2 separate regions of the Mus musculus genome follow, and region 2 is linked to region 1. The links are chromatin contacts, called in public Hi-C maps. All regions are on one chromosome and are shown on one strand. The core of a region is the stretch at or near the end of the contact, and the rest is flanking DNA. Distances in the headings are between cores, read along the strand shown.

What was found. A called contact is a pair of places that touch in the nucleus more often than the background predicts.
Region 2: a Hi-C map of neural progenitor cells shows a contact between it and region 1, with 6 times the contacts expected there. The contact joins the promoter of 9330188P03Rik here to the enhancer-like site in region 1. A contact is called at or near these places in 8 of 39 promoter capture datasets (the 3T3-L1 cell line, the C10 cell line, cranial neural crest and 4 more), 11 of 484 Hi-C or Micro-C datasets (the 3T3-L1 cell line, the C2C12 cell line, the HL-1 cell line and 7 more), 5 of 115 datasets of contacts at active chromatin or transcription factors (astrocytes, neural progenitor cells, oligodendrocyte precursor cells and 1 more) and 1 of 9 other capture datasets (embryonic trunk).

The regions. Positions count from the first base shown.
Region 1 is chr14:105,393,629-105,400,750 of GRCm38.p6, forward strand. No RefSeq gene overlaps it. Among named protein-coding and RNA genes, the nearest start is that of 5430440P10Rik, 30 kb to the right of the region's middle. Within about 2 kb of position 3,998, at least 25 of the 459 cell types and tissues checked have an H3K27ac peak or open chromatin away from gene starts, as enhancers often do. A contact at or near this core is called in the C2C12 cell line, the N1E-115 cell line, neural progenitor cells and 1 more, where this site is marked.
Region 2 is chr14:105,585,690-105,592,811 of GRCm38.p6, forward strand. 9330188P03Rik (RIKEN cDNA 9330188P03 gene) reads left to right here and starts at 3,860. Exons shown (of 3, transcript NR_102319.1): 1 at 3,860-3,984; 2 at 7,003-7,122.

The sequences.
Region 1 (7,122 bases), core at 2,748-5,247:
GAATATTTTTAAACTTCTTTTTCTCGGTTGCTTACCACATATAAAAACATCATGAGAACTCTATGGTCCATGCATTTAAAATAGATCCCATTTTTGCTTTCTTGAGGACAGCAGCTTTTCAGCAGGACATTATTACCTAAGTTTTAGACATTTCCCTAAACCTCATGGCAAAGCAGCTGAGTTCTTGAATAGTTTTTGTTCTTTCCCCATTAAAATTCTCCACTCTCATCCCTGCTCGTACACTCCTTCTAGAAACACAAAGCATCTCCAGTAATGTTTAGTAATTTTGATGTTAATTAATCCATTTTTATATTAATTAGTCCACTTATGTTAATTAACCCACCTTTTGTGTTAATTAATCCACTTTTTCCCTGGATAGCGGTTATGTTTTGCTCGCTTCTTTGCCTGCTTGCTTATTTTTTTGTTAGAGACCAAATTGTGAATTTTGTAATGTTAGGTGCTCCTTCGATGTTTTTCTTGTTATTTAAATCTTTGGGGGCTTTGTTGCGTGGCGTACCTAGGCTGATATCAGTCAGTCTCTTTGGAGGCATGCTTTGATGCCTTCTTTGGCAGGTGTGGTGCAGCCTCTGTCTGATTTAGTGCCACTGCTAAGGGGTATGGAGGTGTCTGTGTTTGTGAGGAAGGCTCCTCAGTCTGGCTTCTGAGAAATCAATGTGTTCTTAACTTGGGCACGCATTCCTTTTGTGGGGTCATAGGAAGTGCTCAAAGAAGCCAGGCAGCCCTCTCTGGGTTTCTGGGCTCTCCTTGTCTCTCCCATCTATGGGATCAAGCGCTGCTAATTCTAGCAGCCTTGTGACTTTCAAGTTCTCCTTATCCAGACACACTACAGACTTTTTCAGGTTCCTTCTCCCTGTCCCTCACTGGGAAATGAGCCTTAGATTTGAGACAGAGGTCTTGATTTTCAGAGCTCACTGTTTTTGATTATTTGTTTTTGTTTGTTTGGTTTGGTTTGGTTTGGTTTTCTCCATCTCTCATGGTTCTGTGCCTCCTGTCCAGAGTCTGAATAGTAAGTTTTCTTCTTAACACGTAGTAGTAAGTTACACAAAGATGTTCCTAGTGCTGTGTCAGAAGTACATGACCAGAAACAGAAGAGCTTACTGGCTCCAATGCATTCTCTCTGTCTGTTCTTATCTCTCAGGATTTCCTGGATTTGCACTGTATTTTATTAGGTTGTTTATTCATTCCTACACCGGAGCCTAGCACGGTCAACAGCTCACATGTGCCTGCATGGCTAAGAAGCATTCTCTTCTCTTGCACATTTTTGACTTAGCGAACAGATCCTACACAACCCCAGATCAAGCAGTATTCATAGCTGAAGCGTATTTATCTTTAAGATGCTCAGAGAAGAAAACTAATTTTTTGTTTCACGCATAAGTGGGATGGATGGCAGATCCTATGCATGATTATCTTTACAGTGCATCCTCCCATCTTAATGTTCCTTCACTCAGTCCTTCATTCCTTCTTCAGGTCCTTCATTCATTCATGCTAACTAGCATGGTTCAGTTAGAGCAACGGGAGTGCTGACAGATTCTCTTGTAGATGTCGCAGCAGGAATCCCTTGCAGGCAAGGCACGTTGTCCTTGAGGTTTCCTACAGCTGAGCTACAGAGATTTACAGTCTGCCATAGCTCATATTAACGTTTACTAAAAGGCTGCTAAGGGCTGGTGTGAAGGCTCAGTGGCTAAGATCACTCACTGACTGTTCTTCCAGAGGACCAGAGCTCAGTCCCTAGAGCCCACATTGGTCATCTCACAACGACCTGAGCCTCCAACTCCTGGAGATCCTCTTCTGACCTCCAAGGGGATCTGTGCACCTCTCTCTCTCTCTCTCTCTCATAAATAAATAAATAAATAAATAAAAATTTAAGGCTATTAAGACAAAACCCATTTTATTCTCATCTGAGGTTTAAAACACTAGTGATCCAATCTCCAAAGTTTATATATTTCTAGACTCAGAGAAATTTCTTAAGATACAGAATAATCTACCAGATTTTGTTCTTGCATGTTCAGACATATGCAGTGAAAAACTCTATTATCCAAAACAGTGGAAAAATAATTTCATAAGCTTCTGGATGTTGAAGTTATTACCTGAAACTTGCATACTTGAGATATACAAAGATTTTTTTCAATTGAGTAGCGTTTTGGTTTTTTTTTTTTTCTTAAACTCATGGTACATAAGTGGTACATTATAAGAAACTTTAATGATGGTCCCACAAACAATTATAAAAGTCTTTATTCCTAAAATACATAGATCTTATTGAAGTGGAAGAGCGTAGATTTGGAAATGTATTTTCCTAAATCACATACTATGTCTATCCTGGTACCAGTGTTTACTCCTCAAGAATGTCGACAGCAAAAGATAAGACAACTGGCCTTAGCATCCAATGAGAATAATAGTTATTCTCTTGGTTTAAAATGAAATGTAGACTCTTGATTTAAACAGAAAACAAAAGACAAACAACTCTTAGTAGTCAGCATTCACCACTAACCATCTGATTTCAGGAACATGTCTATTAAGTACCCGTGGTAAAGGAAATAGCATTGTCTCTATTTAGACCCCTTACCCCTCTGCAACTCTCCTCTGATCAGTGAAGCCAGGAAGGAGAGTAAGGAGGGAAGAGCCATTCCTGGATGTCTCTGACTTGAGCATAGCAGCACCTCCGCAGATTCTGAGCTCTTTGACAACATCTCTGTGTCCTGCTCTGTGTCTTGGATCTTAGGCCTTTGGCTTCCTTGGGCGTGAAGACCACCTAGAACTCAGTCAACATTTTGAGAACTCCCCTTGCTCCCGCGGCGTCTTTTTGTGGGCATTTCTTTGTCCCTATCCTGTACAGAACGCACGGTGGCCTGTCTTCCACTGCTTGCCCATGCATCGGGCTGAGTGTGTGAAAAGGACACACCTGTCCTGTTCTGCCTGTAGGAATGATATTGCCTCTCAGGTTCGTTTGTGCTGATGCTTCCCCCACCTGGATGCTGTCTCTAGGTTACTCGGGCCTGAATCAGGAACAGCCCACTCCGCTCCTCTGTTTTCGGAGGACACAGAGAAGTTCTGAGTGTGCTATCCTCAGTCTCTATACTGGGCCTCAAGGCTGAGACGCAGCTCTGCTTTTCTATCCTGCCTTCAAAATGGGAGTGGATGAAGACATCACACACACCTGTTGCCCCTAGGGAAACTCTCCCCAAATGTTCAACTCCTTAGTTTTTCTAATTTTAACTTTTTTTGTGGCAAATAGTGGGCATGAGGGGTGAATGTCGCAGGCTGATTCCTTTGCTGATTCTGACATACATGGACATGGAATTATATTTTTTTTTACTAGGACAGTAATTGTCATTTTCTAGCATTAAAAACTTAGACCAAAGTAGTTCCATGCTAAAAACCTTTCATGCTTACATTTTAAAACATGTTAACTTGTCCAGACCATGAAAAGAAAAATATCCCCCAAAGGAACTTCTGAGAATTGACATTAAATATTTGCTTTACATTCTCAATGTTTGCAGGAAGCAAATTTTCTGTGCTTTTAAGTTTATTTTCTGATTGTTTTTGCTATTTTAATGTTACATTCTGCTCCAAGAATGTGGTCTTAATTGACAACATGTGTCTTTAGGAAGTCAGTTCAGGGGACCAATTATGTTGTAAATCACGGATTACACTGAGTCATGTTTCATCCACAAAATTCCAAGTTGGCGCTCAATGTAGAGACAATAGAGATGAGCATGTAGAGACAATGGAGATGAGCATTGCTTTGCACATGGAACTCCGAAGAGTCCTCAGGGAGACTAATACTTTCTTGGAGGCACAAGGTGTTGCTCTCTGGTATTCTTCACCGTAGCTGTGAAAAGAAAGCAAACACTTGTCCGCACTTTCTTCCACTTTCCCACCCTTGGCTTCCCCTAGAAATAAAAAGGTCTTCCATGTTGAATGAAACCTTAATCCGGGTTCCAACTCTGTGAGTCAGTAGATGACCACCAGGGGGCAGTTATGTTAAGCTTGTGGGCTTCCGTCTGCGGGCATGGGGACTTATGGAAGGTTTCAGAGCAGGATAGTGACCTGCTCTGAAGATGAAATTGGCAGGCAAAGTGAAAGAGAAATAAAGGCAGAGCCAGATCCCGGGGCTGCATGACTCTGAGGAGAAGTGGTGCAGCGGCCCTGGGGAAGATACATCAGCAGAGAACAGCATTCTGAGATAACGCTGGAAGAAGTGTTAAGGGAGTTGGAGGGTGGGTGGCTATGGAGGGAGACTAGACACGGAGAGCAAGTTTTCTGTGCCTGGGATGTTTATTTCGAAGATGATAATTCTGAGTTATTGCTGCTTAGGCATTACCCCTTTATATGAAATCCATTTCGTTGAAGTAAAATTAATAAAAATTTAAAGTGTATTTTTGAAATTGTCATTCTTCAAAAGTCTCCTAGAATACTTAAAGTATCAGTCTCTGACATTTGTGGAGGATTCAGGATTAAAGTGTCAGCTGGTTCTGTGCGAGCATGTGTGTGTGTGTGTGTGTGTGTGTGTGTGTGTGTGTGTAGAGGAGGGGGGCAAATGTGATGTCTGCCTTCCTTTGTTAGTTATCATGTTTTTCTCCTTTATTAAATCACAGATAGTTGGAGAAAGAGGGCCCCGATCTGCCTTTCTAGTCTGATTTACAGTCACTAGCCAGTGGAGAATTATGGGTACATGTCTCAGGAGACCTTTGTGTTAATACATAAATCCACATTATGTCAGAGCACTTACACCTCGACATTTTAACAGAATGGAGAGTAAATGCAATGTTTGCCCAAATATCAGTGAGTTCAGCCCATGATGGTGTTGCATCTTGGAAAGTTTTCGAGCAAGCCCCTGAAAGATGGAAGCTAGAAACCAGACCCTGTCAAACACTGCTGTTAATGTGACCCGTGGATTCTGACGTTTTAAATTTCAGTTTTGCAATTTCTTTTTCCTCTGTCCTTTCACTGGTTCAGCTCTAGCAAAAGTAGATGATGTCAATTACAAAAATAAACACTGAAGCTTGAGGGGTTTGCTATTAGAGAACCTGAAGTTTTGATGTAAGATTCAAGATAAAGAACATCACGCCAGACTTTCCAAATTATGTAATTGGTTCTTAGCAAACAAGCACTTAGGATAAAAAAGTTTCAAAAGCCACATGTGTCTGGTTTCTCTATTATGGTGCCCTGGAGTTTTAAAGCCACCTTCCCCAGGTCCCCACCACACTGATGCGTATTTTCCTGAAGAGTGTCCCTTTCATACAGTTGCGACCACGTGTGTCGTGGCAGTCATCCTCCATGGGATTTCTGATTCACCTTTTCCCACCACCTTGAAAGGCTCTGTCAATCATGAGTTTGGATAAGGCATTCTTTTATATTTTCTAAAATATATTCAGGGCTGCGGAGTTGGCTCAGTAGTTAAGTAGTGTGTTGTACAGCTAGCAACAGTGAGGACCAGAGGTCAGCTTTCTGGCATTTACATCAATGCTGGGGGGGGGGGGGGAGTGGGAGGGGTCTGCTAGTAATTCCAGTGCCTTTACAGCAAAGTCACAGATCCTAGGAGTGAGCTGGACAGCTAGGCTGGCTGAATGGACAACTTTTGGTTTTGAGGGACCATACCTCAGTGAATAAGATGGAGAATAATCAAGAGAAATTCCTTATGCTAACTTCAGGTTTCCACAGGCATGTGCACACACATATACCTCCAAACATATGCAAACGATCACATATGCATATACATTACACACCACATAAACCCCCCCCCCCCATATAGGAAAATGAAGCACAGTCAGAGAATAACCCTTGACAATCCCCCATGATCTCTTCCTTGAATCACTGTGATTGCCTCTAGGCAGTCTCCCTGTATCCACCACTGCCTCTTTACAGCCTGCTTCATAACCTTGATGCAAGGATTCCGGATCCAGCTTATGTCAATTCTTGGCTGAAAATTCTGCCATGGCTCCAGGTTTCAGATTTTAAAAAACTTTCTTTAAAAAAAAAAATAGCTTTACAGCCCTCCTCCTTTCTCTCTTCCCAGTTCCACTTTGGGTACCACCCCACCCTGGAGCATCTTAGTCCCAGCAGGTCTAGGCACATCCTCTCCCAATGAGGCCCAACTAGGCAGTCCAAGTATGGGGTGAGGGGATCCAATGGCAGGGGATAGACACTTAGATAGCTCTCATTCCACTTGGTACGGGAAGCACATGAACACCAAGCTGCAGATTTGCTGCAGATGTATAGGGAGTGTAGGTCCAGCTCCTGCTGGTTGGTGGCCCAGGCTCTGTGAACCCCCATGGTCCCAGGTTAGTTGACTCTGCGGGTCTTTTTGTGGTATCCTTGACCCCTCCAGCTCACTTACTTCTATCCCCCACTCTTCCACAAGTCTCTCTGGGATCCACCTGATGTTTGGCTCTGCATCTGTCTCCATCCGATGCTGGATGAAGGCTCTTGGGAGACAGTTATGCTAGGTTCCTGTCTGCAAGCATAATAGGGGCCTTCAAAGGACCTAGACCTTTTTGCTACTCTGACCTCATCTCCTATGTCTTACCCCTCCTTTAAGGTACTCTGCTTAAACCTGCCTGGAACATTCCAGGCAGAGTAACCACCTCATTTCCGTCAAGCCTTGCTACAATGCTCCCTTCTAGATGAAGCCAACCCCAGTTATCCTTCTTTATGGTTCAACCCGATCTCTACCTTATTGACATCATATTCCTTTGTCCAGTCCATGGTGTGTGTGTGTGTTTCTAATATGTAATATAATTTATTTACTTACTTTGCTTTTAATTTAAAACAACGATCTATAATTTACCACCTATCCATTGGGATGAAGTTTCATATGGACAGAGATTTTTGTCATTTTTGTTCATTGTAATATCATGGCTACCTAAAACCATGGCCAAAACAATGCTTAAGAAAACACAATCACATCTAATAAATACTAAGAGTGCATACTGTCCCTTCAACCACAAAGGTTCATTGGTGAAGCTGACACAGTTTGAGAGTGATGTGGAGATCTGTATCATGTTACTTTAATAATATCGCTGGTGATGATGACAAATTATGTAGAGAGTGTCCTTGTTAGTAGGAAATAAACAAGATGCATCTTGGAGTCATAGAGGATCT
Region 2 (7,122 bases), core at 2,610-5,109, 190 kb after region 1:
TGCTTGACGACTAACTGCAGAACAATATGTGTGTTCTTTTCCCTTAGGCTATGCTAGATAGCTATGTTTGCTAGTGTTTTCTCCAACCTGATATACCTAAGGGATTCGTGAGGGTCCTTATGCGGCTGGTCGCCATAGTCAGGCTCGGCTGCACGGAAGTACCACTGCCTGATGGGTCAATGGTCTCACTATTCTCATCCTCTTTTTCCTGCTTACAGGTATTTACTGGCACTTACGTATTCTGCATTATGCTATGACGTATTCTGCATTATGCTATGACGTAGTCTGCATTGTGCTGTGACGTCATCTAAGGGGCCTGACTAATAACATCCAGGAATCCTTAAAGGTACATGCGGGTCTGTCTGTTATCCACCTCTCTCGGATCCCTCCAGGTCTCTAGCCAGCAGGATGGTTATTACATTCATTGAAACTTTTTTAAAAATCCCACTGAAAGAGAAGACGACTGTTTCTCGGGTACCTTGTCCTGCTACTGCTACTTGTATTTTTTTTTCTTAAAAGATTATCTCCAATTTCATGTTAGATCACATACTCATTTAATTCTTACTGAAGCAATTTTGCCTTTTAGAGTCTGCTACCAACATTTTCCGTTGTCCACTTTTTTTTTCTAATGTAAAAGAGAAAAGGAGACTGAAAAACATCATGTCTTTTATGGGAAAGGAAACAGCAATATCCACAAACGGATATTAGTTTCTGATGGGTTTATGCCCTTCTTTCCATGAGCAACAGTTTAATGTTTTTGCTCAGCATAAAGGGGAAATGTGTCTGGAGACGTTTCTTTTTTCCTCTCCATCACTCAATACTGATGTTTGTATCATGGTCAGTTTTCACTTACTTTATATGTTGGTTGTTTCTTCTTCAGATTACTTTATAAGAGCAGAGCTCAAAAGAATTTTGAAGGGGAGAAGATTGGGGGAACATGTAAGCTATTTAGATGTTTATAGGACAAGCTCAGCTTTGTTCTGTTTATTTACTTATTCTCTGCTTTGTTTGTTTGTTTTGTTTTGTTTTGTTTTGTTTTGAACAGGGTTTCTCTGTGTAGCTCTAGCTGTCTTGGAGCTTGCTCTGCAGACCTAGCTGGCTTGAAATCAGAGATCTGCCTGCCTCTGCATCTGGAGTGCTGGGATTAAAGACGTGAGCCACCACTGCCCAGCTGGACAAGCTCAGTTTTAAGATGGCTGCAAGTAGTAGAAAAAACAAACAAACAAACAAACAAACAAACAAAACAGTGATATACACATACAGTCCCGTTACTTGCTGAAAAAGTATAAAGACATAAAAACAGTGAAAATCATTATACACATAAAGAGATGGCTCATTGAGAATTTCTTGCTGATTGCTTGCTGTGGTCTTCCAGGGGTCTCTGGAGCTGGAGTGCAATGAGATGCATAGGTCAAGAAGCTCTTAGTACCCAGTGTGTGAGCATCCTTAGGTTGTAGACAGCAATCGTCTCCAGCCTTGCCCATGAGATATTCTGATAAAGGTCAAACCCACAAAATGGACACAGAGCAGCTATGAAAATCAGCTTCTGAAAATATTTTTTGTCATACTAAATAAATAAATAAGCCATTGACTACAGTTTAAAAGTTTCTTATTTTGTTGGCGAGTGCACTTTAGATTTCTTTCCATATGTGATACTTCCTGCCCTTAACATTTTATTGGCTTTATGTCATCAAAAAGACACATTCAATTTGTCCTACAATTACCTAGTCTTAAAGAGCCAGGCATGAATATACATTGTAATTTTATGAATTTTCTCTCACAGAATGGACAGATTTACTGTCATCCCCCGTGCTTCACATTTAAAGTCACCTGTATGACTTATATTTCTTCAATGTGTATTTATTTGTGTGCAAGAGAGTATGCACACATTCAGGCCACGCCCACTAGTGGAGGTTAGAGGATACCTCAGAGACACTCGTTCGTTCTCTCCTACTGTGGGTACTGGGATAAAATTCAGACTTGGTGGCAGTGCCCCTATCCCTGTCTCACTGGTTCCTTTCAATCTGTTTTCAGAACATCCTCGTTGTCTAAAAAGCCATTTCTGTGTCTTTCCCTATAGTATTAAGAGCCCTAAAACTAAGAGAAAAAAAAAAAAAAAAGAATCTTTCAGATCCACTTTTCGTTGTCTATATCGATTTCATGCCTTGTAAGGTCTGCTTCGTTTTCTTAAGTTGATCTCGGATTTATGAGCAAAGTTTTAAAATGCTAAAATGGGGGAAATTGGTTCAATATTTCAAGCATTTCTTCTGTCGCTTTATTTCCCTGCTGTATTAATTTGTGGTTACTCACCTTCTCCTCAGCGATCTCCAGGGAACCCCAAATCTGACTCTCTATGATCTGACACGAACCCAAACATTTCTCCCAATAAATTACATCTCGTGTGTAATAAAGCGAAATTGCTTCTTTAGGCTGGGGGAGAATCCTCTAGGCAGCCATTGGCTACAGTTCGGGGGTTTTGTTCACTCGCATCCTGAGGACGCAGCTCTGAGCCTATGTGGGTCTGGGAGGGGGAAGGTTGCGTTCCCTCACTGGTCCAAACAATGCCAGAATGTTTTTCCCCTGTCCATTCACTTAAACAATGTACCATTCTGTACCTCATAAGCACTTAATTTATTCCAACTCTTTGGCCTGACCTGTAATCCCCTCTCCTTACCCATCTGACCCATCTGCGTTTCATTTCCCACTCATCGATGGCATCCAAAGAGCTAGGCCCAGGCCCTATTTGGAACCATTAGACAGAGATTGGCACTCTTCCCTCTTCCTGCACCACATCCTCTGCTGGAAAAAAAATGACCATCGGATCAGAGAACAGAGGCTGCTTTGTCCCCGGTAACGGGGATCTGGAAGCGTTTTCAATCATTTGTACTCTATACCCACTCAAACGCATTAATGTGATCAACATTGGGTCTGTTGTGGGCATTTTTTCCAGCAAATAGCTTGCTAACATTCCAGGCATGTACTTCCCCGAAAACAAGACTGAGACAGGGCCCTGAATATTCAATTGGAAAATCACCAAGAGCAGAAGCTTAGCTTGGCACGGCTGGTGTTGATTCTTAATAAGTGACTTCCTAAAGCTGAGGCATGGGCCTTACAGCGTCAATGACTTGTTTGAAAAATATTTTGTAGGTGCCTCATACCACTCGATTTCCTGTGGTATGCGTCATATTGTGAGCTATTCCAAGCCAGCCTGGTTAAGCACACTAACTCGCCGCCCCCCACCCCAAGATTGTGGTGTTTAACTAAAAATGTCTTTATACAAGATGAGCTCATAGCTATTACTGCTGATGTAGTTTTAACTGCTTGGATACCAATTTCAGTTGCTTGAAAATGTGCCAGCACAGGGTAAACCTGAGCACAGCCATATCTCACCCTGTAGAACATGGCGGGATGCTGTCCCAAGAAGCAGCGTTGCTTCAGGGGAAAGTGGCCCAGTTCAACACAATGCATACCTTTCACTTTCATTAGAAAGACTTACTGTTCTTAATATATTACCAAAGTCAAGGTGCTGAAGACATCTGGAACACGGGAATAAAATTAACCCTTTCACAGCTTCAGGTATTTTTTGTAACGCTTGCCAGGGAGGAGAGCTAAATTCAAGAAACCGAGAGGATTTTCTCAATTATGTTTCAGAAAGCAAACCCAAAGGCCTGACGTGCTGTTCACGAGTTCAAGTGTACGTGGGTGGGATTTGGGCGAGGGCTAAACAGGATACTGTACGCAAGAGACTTTTGACGAGGGCTTCTAATTTTAGACACGGGGCGTGGGGAGAGCAAATACGGCCGAGTGTCATCAGCACGCCTCATAAAGTATCCGGCACTTCCGCAGGCTGCAGTGCTTTACAGGACTTGTGATGTAGATCGTCGTCATTTTTGTTTCACAAACAAGGAAGGAGAATCTCAGAGATTCCGTAAACTCCATAAAGCGGTGATTCATGACAGAAGCAGGGACGCAACTTCGACCAGTGTGAGTAACCCACTGGGACTTATCTGCCACCTTGCTGCCCGGAGATAAAAAGTATTCTCATCTCTATTACGGCTGCCTTTGTCTACTGTTGTTCAAAGGATTCAGGCTTGCCCGGGTGTCCTGAGCTAAAAGGAGAAATGAATATAAATCTGTGCGAGTTGTGTTCTGTCCTGCTTTCTTCCAGTGAATAGGTTACAGGCGGCATCTAGTTTGGGGCCAGTCCCCAGCGGCTGCGCAGTGGCTATTAACTGATTAGACATTGTCTATGCCATCTCTGAATGATTTGTGTCTCTACAATAGGACCTTTTATAACAGAGAAGAGAGGGATTGATACCCTGGACACTGCCTGGGCTGTGTTTGCCTCTTGGGGCAAATAATTTTCCTTGGTACCAGGAGCAGCTCTGATGTGGCTGCTTTGCCCTTATGTGGCCCGGGGCTTTCAGCTTGGGAGAAAACGTTCAGCCTGGTCTTGGATGAAACAAGAAGGTACCAGAGGGGAGCCAGGGCAGCCATGTTGTTTGTCAGAAGAGAGGACCACATGTGCCTGTCTCAGGATGATTGGCAAGGCAAGAGGATACCAGTGGGAAAAGGTGAAAGATTCTTAGAAGCAATGAGCTACCAAACCATTACACTGCACAGCACTAGGAAGGAGAAGAGGACTTTCAGTTGAGAAAGACTCTACCATGAGCTGGAAAATGGAACTTCTGTGTTGGATGTTTCCTGTGAGCTCAGAATTTGGGGTCTGTCAGGTTGAAAGCTACAGGGTGATACTCAGAGACTGTAAAAGGACTTTAAGTCGTCCCATTTGACTTGGTGTGTAGCACACTATCTGAAGCAGGCATCTTGCTTCTTGATCAAGATAGACACAGCAAACCAGTCTTTCTAAAAACCAACCAACCAGATTTACTTATTTAACATGTATGAGTGTTTTTTTTTTCTGCATGAATGTGTGTGCTCCATGTGTATGTGTGTTCCGTGTGTGCTCCATGTGTCTCTGCCCAAGGAGTCAGAAGGGATTGTCAGCATCCCTGGAACTGGAGTTGCAGATGGTTGTGAGCCACCATGTGTGAGCTGGGAATCCAACCTGGGTGCTCTGTGCTCTTACCCGCTAAGCCACCCTTTTGGCCCGTAGGGTGGGGCTGAACTTTCCTCATAGAGTATAATTTTTAGAAAATACAGATTTTAAAATTACTGGTGTATAGTTTTAAAACATTAGTGGAGACATCAATTCAAAATATCTAACCTGGATATTGTTTTTTTGTGTTTACGTTGTAAGCAGTTCATATTTTCTACTTTGAAACACTGGAAGTTTCTTTGAAGAGAGTTTTTTTTTTTTATCACGTATTATTTTGACTGGGAGATTTGCCACCACAGGATTGTCACATTTGGTGATAAGCCACACGAATATGTCACCAACCTAAAAATACGTTGGCATGTTTATTATTTCTTTTCTTCATTTCTTTCATTCTTGCAGTTAAACTCTACTCTGGAACTATTTAACGAGAAGGTGACATTAGGAAAGAAAGATTTCTTTTTTCTCCTGATAAAGACAGATAAGCTGGGAGCTAGTGAGAAGTCAGCTGGTTCAAGCCATCTCTCGCCTCAAGAATTCACCTTTCACATGTTTCTGCACTGTTATTCTAGTCCCTACGAGCGGCTGCACCCGTCTCCACCCTTAGCAGAGCAGACAGAGGGCACAGTAAGGAAATGTCAAAAGGCAGAAACCGAATGACCTACAGGGGTGTTTCTATCAATTTGGAGATACTGGCTGGAGCCTGTATGTATGAGGCTCACGCTGGCTTGAGTTTTCCCAAAGCCAGTTCCACAGCTGCCCTTCACGATTATGGTAGACTTAAGTCTATATCCACTGAGGGTCTTAAGTAGAGACTGTGTTGGAGGGAACGGATCGAACATTGGGGTTTTCTCAAAAGATTACATGGGACTCCTCAGGTAAAACTGCCTGAGCCTCTCCTTCCTGACGCAGTGCACACCAGGTCTCAGGAAACAGCAGGTCTTAATTAGCCCTCCAGTTTATAGTTTCACCTGAAAAAATACATTTAAAAAAAATCATATATAGTTGGCTGTCGAGATTTTTCAAGTCAATAAATTCTTGCTAATTAATCACATTAACGGTACTCCTTAAAAGTTGAAACAGAATCAGAAAACAAACCAAAATCCCCATAAATATCCTACATAAAGGCCTATTCACAGATCCTTTTTCAGTTTGGAAGACTTTTACAAGTGTTTTTCCCTTCCTGACAGGACACACGCATGCACAGGCACATGCACGCACACACGCACACACACACACACACACACACACACACACACCTACTGTGTCACTCACCATAGCTGTTACTATCTGCACAGGAAGGTGGTTCTGGGAACAGATTTTGATACCTCAGGACATCACCGTAATTGCCTTAGTGCTTAAGTGTTCCTACTTGGGACTGGTTTAAAGGATAAGAACTCAGAAACGTTGGGAGCAAAGTTACTTGTCTCAGAGTCCCCTCCCCAGAAAGATAATCATATGAAAAGATGTTCAGCTGGGAACACAGAGGGGATGGTGGATGTCTTGCTTACCATCTGCAAAAGGACCCTAATTCTTAGCATGTGCTTGCTCCTCTAATATTCTGTCTGATGCCTTGATCTGTAACAGAACACAATGTCCCAAAGCAGGGTTGTTTAAATCCACTTTAGAAACATAGCCAAACAGATCCAAATTTCCACCTCTCTCCACGGTGTGTGTCCTGAGACTAATGTTGCCAATGGTCATTAAAACGGCTTCTCCTGAGCTAGAGAGGTGGCCCCATGGGTGCAAGCACAAGCTGCTCTTGCAGAGGATCCATGAACGGTTCCCAGCAGCCAAATCCTACAGCTTAATCCAGCTCCAGGTAGATCTGCCTCAGCCTGCATGTACCCTATAGACAGACAAACAGACACACACACATGAAAATAACTTTCCAAACTTGTAAACCATAGTTCTTCAATTTTTTTTATTTGTTTGTTTCCATCGAGTGTGCTGTGATTTAGAATTCTTAGCTGGAGCTGCCCCACCCACCACGACAATCTGAGACTTGGAATCTGAACCTGGAGTTGGAAGCAGAACTTTAGATCAGTGTGATGCTCCTCCTGCAC